2 separate regions of the Gossypium hirsutum genome follow, and region 2 is linked to region 1. Evidence: chromatin contacts called from public Hi-C data. All regions are on one chromosome and are shown on one strand. Each heading gives the region's core, a stretch centred on a gene start, on an enhancer-like site or on the middle of the called end of the contact. The rest is flanking DNA. Distances are from core to core; before and after follow the strand shown.

Region 1 (4,108 bases), core at 438-2,937:
TAAAAATTGAAAAAGATACTCACCAAACCAATCTTTTTCTTTTGTTCGGAACTCACCAAACCACTACTGTAAGTAAAGTAAATACAAACGAAAACACATGATGACGGTTCACCTATGAACAAGTGTGCTTCTCCCAAAACCATAGACGTAAGAGTTAGACCCAAAACACGTTAATGCTTGCCTCCTTCAAACAACAAATGCTTCACAATAGGTGCAGGAGCAAAGATGTCTGCATGGTAAAAAGAGAACGCATGAACTCCTAGTGTTGCAAGAGTTAAGAGTTAGACCCAATACACCTTAATGCTTGCCTCCCTCTCAGATCCACAGACAGGACAAGAAACAAGAAATGCTTCACAAGAGTTGCAGGAGCAAAGGTGTCTGCAAGGTAAAAACAGAACGCATGAGCTCCTAGTGTTGCAGTGCTTACAAGCCATCTTTTTCTTGCTGTCTTCTTCTTGAACGTTATTGTCTCTTTCTTCTTCATCTCTGTGGCACGAACCATAATAAAAGGATTCTTCATCTTCAGCTGAACTGCTGACCCAAATTAGGCTCTCTCTCACTTGTTCCAGTCTTTTGTTTAGATCCATAACCTTCGCTTCATTTGCTTTTGCAAGTCTTTGCCATGACTCGCTTTCCATTTCCACTTTTCTTAAGCAGGCTTCAAGCTCCATCTTTTTCTTTGTTGCTCGTGCCAACTCTTCTTCTTTTCGCTTCATCAAATACAAGGCCTTTGATTCCATACTCTTTAGCAGAATGGTTTGTTGTTGCTTCCTTTGCTCTCGTAATACATATCTTAGCCTCTCATTCTGAGTTTTCCAAGCCCAGATATATGACACGAAAAATAAGAATTTTCAGTGAAACTGAAACCCTGAATAAAACAGTTAAACACAAAGGATATGATGGATTTCTTACCCGTAATTGAAGAAAGCAATCAATTTCCTGCCTTTGAATCTCCAGTTGAGCATCTAAAGGTTGAGAAACTGCCATGGGAACCAAGTTCTGAGCGTTTTGATGCGGATGAAAAGGAACGTCTTGAAGACTAGAACCAGCTTGGAATGAAGGAGCAGCAGGTGCAGGGTTTACCATCCAATCCTGAAGGCCACACATGGGCAAAGGCACACCCATATTTTCACGACACAACTGTGCTTGAACAGCCATAATAACTATCGCCAGGTATTGATCAAAACGAAGCAAAGCATCATTACAAGAAATAAAAATAAAAAGGATCCCCCTTGTCCCTTTGTAAATTCACTTACTTGGTAACCATGAAGGATATGAAAATGGGGTAGGTTTTAGTGCTAGAAAAAAAGATGAGGCCCTCCTTAAGACTTATTTCTTAATCGGCATAACCTTTGCCTTGTTTGTTGGTTTGGGTTCTCTGGTGTAACTGAAAATAGACAGACCATCGCGGAGGATACCCGTGGATGGTTATAAATAGAGTGGGAAAACCGACAAAAATCTTATGAGAGAGATACAACGACGACGTACACATTCAGATTTTGTGACAGCAAGTCACACAGGTATCGGCTCAAGAGATTTTCACAAAGAGGAAAAAAGAAAAATGTGTGGGTTTTGAAAGGGAAATTCACTGGATTGGGACGTGAAAGAGTCAGACGTTATAGAATAGAGGCGAAGGAATCAGAAATTTGGTGAATTTTGTCAGTTTTTTGGTCATTGGAAAAGGCTGAATAATAGTTCCCATTAATTCTTCCAGTCAGCTGTTGTTTTCATATCCTCTAATGAAACAATAAATAAAACCCACTTCTTTTATCACTAATTTTATCCTTTTTAAAAAAGAAACTCATCTTCTAACTGGAGTTTAATTATGCTCATATTTTACGGTCTTTTTAATGACCTTCGCTGTATTTATGTGGTAGGTTTCAAAACGACAATTTCCATGCAGAGGTCTGCAAATTGCGATTTGTGTTTGGGGGGGGGGGTATGAAGAGTTCTGAAATGCAGTTTTCAGGTTAGTCTGGTGCCATGTGTCAGCCCTTGGATTAATGGGCTAGTGTGGTCGAGACTGGTGGTATGGGCCAGAAACGTCACCTCATCTATAGTAAACCCAACTACCAGTCTCCTAGGGGCACCAGGATCCAGGAAGCATCGGTTGCGTTGCTTAGACCTTTTTAACTCATGGATATCAATTTAATCTTTAAAAATATAATTTAAAATGATAACGCCTAGATGGGCTTTTTGTCAACTTTCAACAAATACCTGGGCATCGGCCATTCGCCACCGCATTCAATATGCGAACACCTGGGGGCCTCATGCCTGCGCCTACCATGATAAACCTATCTTCAGAGTACTGGACGTGATTGTAGCCGGTCGGTTGATGAACAACAAAAACCTTTTCTAGAGAATTTGTGGTGATTTACTGACAAACAATGCCACACAACGTTTTAACCGCGAGCGCAGCATGTTACCTCTTTCATGCAATCACATTGCCCGCTGGTAAACTGCATTTGAGACGGAGGACGCGGTGGCTGCTGCAGATTCGTTTGTGCAATGGCTAAATGAGAGCTACATCAAAATCTCAGAAAGGGCTAGTTTCATACTGATATAACGACTTCGCTTGGCAGTAACTTCTCCGAGCGATGGTCCTTCCAATACCACTTGCACAAGGGGAGGTCAGTGAGTTTATGTGAGAAAATATTAGAATTTGAGGATGAAATTGTTGGACAAAACACGCGAATAAATATAAATATAAATAATTTATATTAAATACAAGATTTGAACATATAATATAAACAAATATATTTATATTTAAAAAAATGAGTAGATCTAAATAAAACAATTAAATAAATAAGCTTTTGAAAAACAGAAATTGAATAAGGGAATTGATTTTTACTAAATATTGAGGCATATTTTCACAGTTTCTTTAAGACAGATTCGGCCTCTCCTATGATACTTGGAGACACGTTGGTCAATTGTCTTCCAAGATACAACAATAAAATGATCGAAACAGTAGCACTTCTGCAGTGATCAACAAACAAACTTTGCATTCTTCTATCACCGAAACGTTTGAAAAATTGGAGAGATAAAGGGAAGAATTTTGAAGAGCAAAATAAATTCGTTGTATCTGTGTGTAAAAAATTTTGAAGAATTCTTTAGGCTTTTATAGGCATTCAATATGGAGGGATTTCGGAAATTTCCATGAATAAAGATACAAATTTGTATTAAATTTAAATCAATTTGAATAAAATCAAATCAAGATATGTAACAACCCGTTTTTAGTTAAATCGAAACAGTGGTTTCGGGACCACAAATCTGAGTTAGGAAGAAAATTTATTTTAATATTATTTCATGGTCTGCATTATGATAGGAAAGACGTATGAAAATTTTGATAAGAAAATTTTATTGATTTCATGTTTAATTGTTAGTAAGGACCAAATTGCATAAACTGCAAAAGTTGAATTCTAATAGCTAGAGGGATTAAATAGCTATGGAATTCAAAATTTGAGGTCCTTATAAGGCAAATAGACCATTAAGAGAAATTAGTAGATATTTATGATGATTCATTCATAGAAATTTAAGAAAAGAAAATGACTAAATCGAAAAGTAGGAAAAATAAAAGATGATAGTTAATTAAAAGATAAAAAATATCATTTTATATCATAATCTTCCCCAAAATTTTCCATGAAAACCCTAGATAAGGGAGAGAACTTCAAGAAAGCTTAATTGGGTAAGTAATCATGTCCCGTTTTTAGAAATTTTTACATTTCTAAGATCGTAATAACTTAATCTATCTATTTTGGGGATCAATTTGCAAAGTTATCAAAGTATTAAAATTTTTTCATGGATGAGTATGCTGAAATTTTGAAATTTATGGTACAAAATGAAAGGTTGTTGATAGATAAACAACTTTTGTAAAGGAAATTTTCATGAAATTATGATTTAGGGATTTAATTTAAAAGATGTAAAATTCATGGAAAAATTTTGAATTTTTTGAAATACATGGACTGTTATTGTTATATGAAAAATTCAGCTAGGTTTTGAATAATGATTAAATTGCATGAATTTCATTTTCCAAGCTTAGGGACGGAATCGTCATTTATTAGAAGTATAGGGGCAAAATGGTAATTTTCCTAGGATGTGAATTGGATTG
Region 2 (4,420 bases), core at 1,381-3,880, 190 kb after region 1:
TGGCAACAAGGGAAGTGGTAGGATAGCACGGAATATGAATCAAATTAGGCTCAGAACTGGCAACAATGGCAGTGGTACTTCTCTATAAACTATCAATGATGCAGTATGCTTATGGCTTGCATGCTGGTCTAATGAGCACTGCAACATATTCAATCATCTTTCTAATGCCTGGGGTTTAAATCCCTCTACGTTCAAGTCAGTTGAGATGCTCTAAGTTGTGTATCTAGAGGACTGCGTACCAGTAGCAGTTTAACAGCTTCTTGGATAAATAAAGTCTGTTACTTATCCAAAATAACATAAAAGCAAATAAAAAATAAACAACAATTTGACTTTTGAGCGATGCAACATTTAAATTGTTCATGCAGGACAGTGAAGCAATTTGAAGGTGAAGAATTTAGATGAATTTGCTTGCCTAACTAGCCTCCTGCCTCCAATGGTACATATTGATCAAAGCAAGGTTCTCAATTTGCTTTAAAATTCCGGTTTAGCACATTCTTGATTCAAAGATATTTCGAAACAAATGAGAAACAGTTTACTTGGTTTGCTTACCTGACGGTCAAAATCGACACTGCTAACTGAAAATACTTCATTAGTAATTTCAATGTCCTTGCTGATCAACCCATCAAACCATCTATTTGCAGTGTTAACAAACTCCTGTGACTGCTGCATGTAAAAAAAATAGCACATATAGTAAGAGAATATACATGTAAGTGTAATCAGTTTAAGCCTACAATAAGTCTTCAAATCAAAACTTGAATTACACTATATTCAAATTGATCGTCATCATCATCTTCTTCTTCTTCATCTTCTTCTTCAATGATTTGTGTCTCTGAACCAGCTAAAGCCTGCAATGTTTTCTGGTCACCTACTTTTGTAGCCTGGATCAAGACTTCCATCAATTCAGGCTCTACTTCTCTCAGCAGTTTCCCTAACACAAAATATAAGTATAACGCATTAACCGCAATCCATAAAGGAACGCGAATCGATTGACTTCCAATATACTTTTCTTACCAATATAATTGAACTGCCTTCGCTTTCCCTCTCGAACATCAGGCCCTAGTCTCTGCAACAAAAACACGAACACCTTGTCTACAATAACACATTTTCCAACGAACTACAAAGAAGCTTCAGAATTATAAAACTTGCACTTCCTTAAGTACCTTAACTAGCATTAAAGCATCGAAAACATCTTGTTCGAGAGAAGAGGCTCTAAACATCCACGCCGCAAAAGAATTAAAATAAACAAAGATGTTAGCTTTCAGTATTATACCATTTGATTTGAAAAGTTTAAAAATGTTGTTTTCTAATAAATATATGTTTGTAGATTGCACTGTACCTGAGGATAAGTTTGATTTGAGGGGTTGAGAAGGAAGCGAGGTCCATGCCCCAACGGACGGCGCGACGGGCCTCGCGCTTCTTCTGGTTGCGGCTCTTCTTAACATCGGATTCCGAGTCGTCGCTGATTTCGTTTTCTCTGAGATCAGATGTAGATGGGGCATTGGGTAATCTGGTTCCGCGCGGGCGGAGACGAGCGTTCCGACGGGAGGAAGTTGAAGTGGCGAAAGAGAAACAATGGACAGGAGTTTTAGTTGATACTGTTAGTATCCGAGAGCAGCAGTGGTACTGCTGCTGCAGCTGCAATGGCGGCCATTGCCTTAGAGACCGTATCAACCGTGCCATGCTCCGGTAACAGTTGCCAGGCCGCCTGGAGGAAGACAATGATAGTATATGGTATTGGTAAATCGTTAAAGTTGCGACACGCCTCCTCGTTTATCTTTTCTTACAGATAATTCGCTGTAGGCCCAAACTAGGGGGAATGGATATCTTGTCTATTGGATGGTGTTAGCAGTTGGGCTTGGGCATCAAAGCTAAAACCAAACGGACTTTTACAAGATCCAGTAGAAAGGAATTGACTCCACATTCAAATTTGAACCATACGACCTGTTTTGAGGTAAGAATTGACGAGTTGAGCTGATAATTCAACTTCTAAAATCAAAAAGTCATCAAATAAATGGCGCAAAGCGAAGGGACAAAATAAGTAGACTTCTATCTGCCCATTGTATAAGTTAGAAGATTGCCTGTTTACAGGCAGTTTAGACGGGGTTGGAGTTGGGATCGTCAGGTAGTGGTTGAAGGCGACGCTCTCAGTGTTATTAAAGAAGTCCAAAACGAAGAAGAAGATAGATCATTATTAAGTTGTTATATTTCTGATATAAGATTCTTTAAGTAAAAGATTTGACACATGCTGGTTCAAGAAAATTTCTAGAACAGGAAATAGAGCGCACATGTAGTTGTAAGAGAGGGTTTGAAGCGAAATGAATCCACTTACCTAGAAGGCCGGATGCCGAGGTCAGTGATAATGGCGGTGGAGGAGGATGACAAGAGGCTTGGATCTGCCATAGAGAGGAAAAAGTTTCGGGAATTTTTCTTTTTTGGCAGAGGAACAGTTTCATTAAAGAGGAGTCTTGGTACTTGACTCGTCTTGGAGGCGGGCCTTTTATGTTTTTTTGGGCTAAGTATGAAAAGTCTATTTGGACTTGTAATGTGTGTACAGAATAGATTTTCTTTGGAAATGCTCAACTCAAATGTGCCAATGTTAGATTGTCACAGAAAGTATGAAGAATGACAGTGCAGTAATTTGAAAGTAAAGCATAAATGATAAAGAACCCATAAATTCATGAAGTAGAATAAAGAAATATTAATAACAGATAAAGAATTATAGAAAAGAGAAGGAACATGAGAAGAGAAAGAGAGCTTGTGAGTGTAACACTCGATTTAATCATCATTGATAACATGAGAATGATAGAGCAGCACCTAGGCTACTTATAAGAGTTCAGGTGTTTTAGATACATCAATAACAAAAAAATAGCAAACGAGCTATAGCTGTACCACTCGTTATAACAACCATAACAGACTTAATTGATAAACCAGAAACCAAATGGGCCGTTAACAGAAATGCTAAACCAGAAATGGGCTAGAACAAGGTAGACGGTTTCTCACAAGCATTTTAACAAACACCTTGCAATCATAGGCGGTGAGTAAGCTATGTTGTGCTTAACTCAAACATATCATCGAACACCTGAAGGTCATTCTTACTACCTGATATTCCCCCTATTTTCTCCTTCTCTGAGAAAACAACAGCAGTGGATATGAGCAAAGTTGACATAATCCAAGCTTTGATCGCAGCGCAACAAATTGAGATTCACTTAAAGGTTTAGTGAATAAATCTGCAACTTGATTGTGTACAGCAACATGATTGATTTGAAGGTCACCCTTTACTACTTTTTTTCGGACAAAATGGAGGTCAAGCTCGACATGTTTCATCTTTAAATGTAGAACAGGATTTGCCGATATCTGGGCTACTCTAGAATTATCATACCATACGTTGGAATCCCACAACACTGTTCTTCAAGATCAATAAGAAGATAAAAGAACCAAGCGATATCCGTCGCAGTATTGGCGACACTTCTAAATTCTGCCTCGGATGTGGAACGTGACACCACATGCTGCTTCTTGGATGATCAACCAACAAGGTTGCCATCTATGTAAATGCAGAAACCAGAAGTAGACCTCCTATCTTCGATAGAGCTACCCCAATCCGAGTCTGAAAAGGTTGTAACATCAACCTGATCCGTTGGAGTGTAGTACAGACCAAACTCAAGAGTTCCTTGGAGGTATCGTAGCACTCGTATGACTGCCATCCAGTGCTTGTCAGTTGGAGAGTGCATGTACTGACTGCGTTTATTTACAGTAAAGGCTATATCAGGTCGGGTAAGACAGGCGTATTGAAGCCCACCCACAATGCTTCTATATAAAATAGCCTTGGATGTAGGTAGCAATTGACCATCAGTTGAAGTAAGAGTAGGAGACACGATCATTGGAGTGGGAACCGAGGTAGTAGAGGTCATATCAGTACGGTTGATTAAATCACGAATGTACTTTTTCTGCAATAGATGTAAAGTGTCATTATGTCTATGCACTACCACTTCAAGAAAATAATGCAGAGGTCCCAAATCCTTAAGAGAAAATGACGTGTTTAACTGATGGATAACATCATTTAGTTTCTTCGAATTACTACCAGTGGGAATAATATCATCAACATACATCAAGCACCATATCCTAGTTTCTTCTCTTTGACGTGTAAATAAAGAAGTGTGAGCACATAAAGCTTGAAAATTTATCTTGGAACACAGAAAATCTTTGAGCTTTTGAAACCAGGCTCTCGGCGCTTGTTTGAGGCTATAAAGTGCCTTTCATAGTTTGCAAACTAGGGGTTGACCTTCGTCATTTCGTTGCTCAAAACCGGGGGGTTGTTGCATAAACACTTCCTCAACAAGATCTCCATTGAAGAAGGCATTGACCACATCCACTTTCCTCAATTCCCAACCATGAGTAACCGCTAAGGAGAGGAGAGTACGAA

What was found. A called contact is a pair of places that touch in the nucleus more often than the background predicts.
Region 2: a Hi-C map of leaf shows a contact between it and region 1, with 2.2 times the contacts expected there. The contact joins the promoter of LOC107940633 here to the promoter of LOC107921419 in region 1. A contact is called at or near these places in 4 of 34 Hi-C or Micro-C datasets (all in leaf).

Annotation. Positions count from the first base shown.
Region 1 is chrD01:17,130,795-17,134,902 of Gossypium_hirsutum_v2.1, forward strand. LOC107921419 (probable BOI-related E3 ubiquitin-protein ligase 2) reads right to left here and starts at 1,688. Exons shown (of 2, transcript XM_016851272.2): 1 at 913-1,688; 2 at 144-806. The coding sequence starts at 1,158. The coding sequence ends at 282.
Region 2 is chrD01:17,318,401-17,322,820 of Gossypium_hirsutum_v2.1, forward strand. LOC107940633 (UPF0307 protein ECA0281) reads right to left here and starts at 2,631. Exons shown (of 7, transcript XM_041087230.1): 1 at 2,330-2,631; 2 at 1,337-1,941; 3 at 1,161-1,209; 4 at 1,012-1,063; 5 at 762-928; 6 at 550-660. The coding sequence starts at 1,680.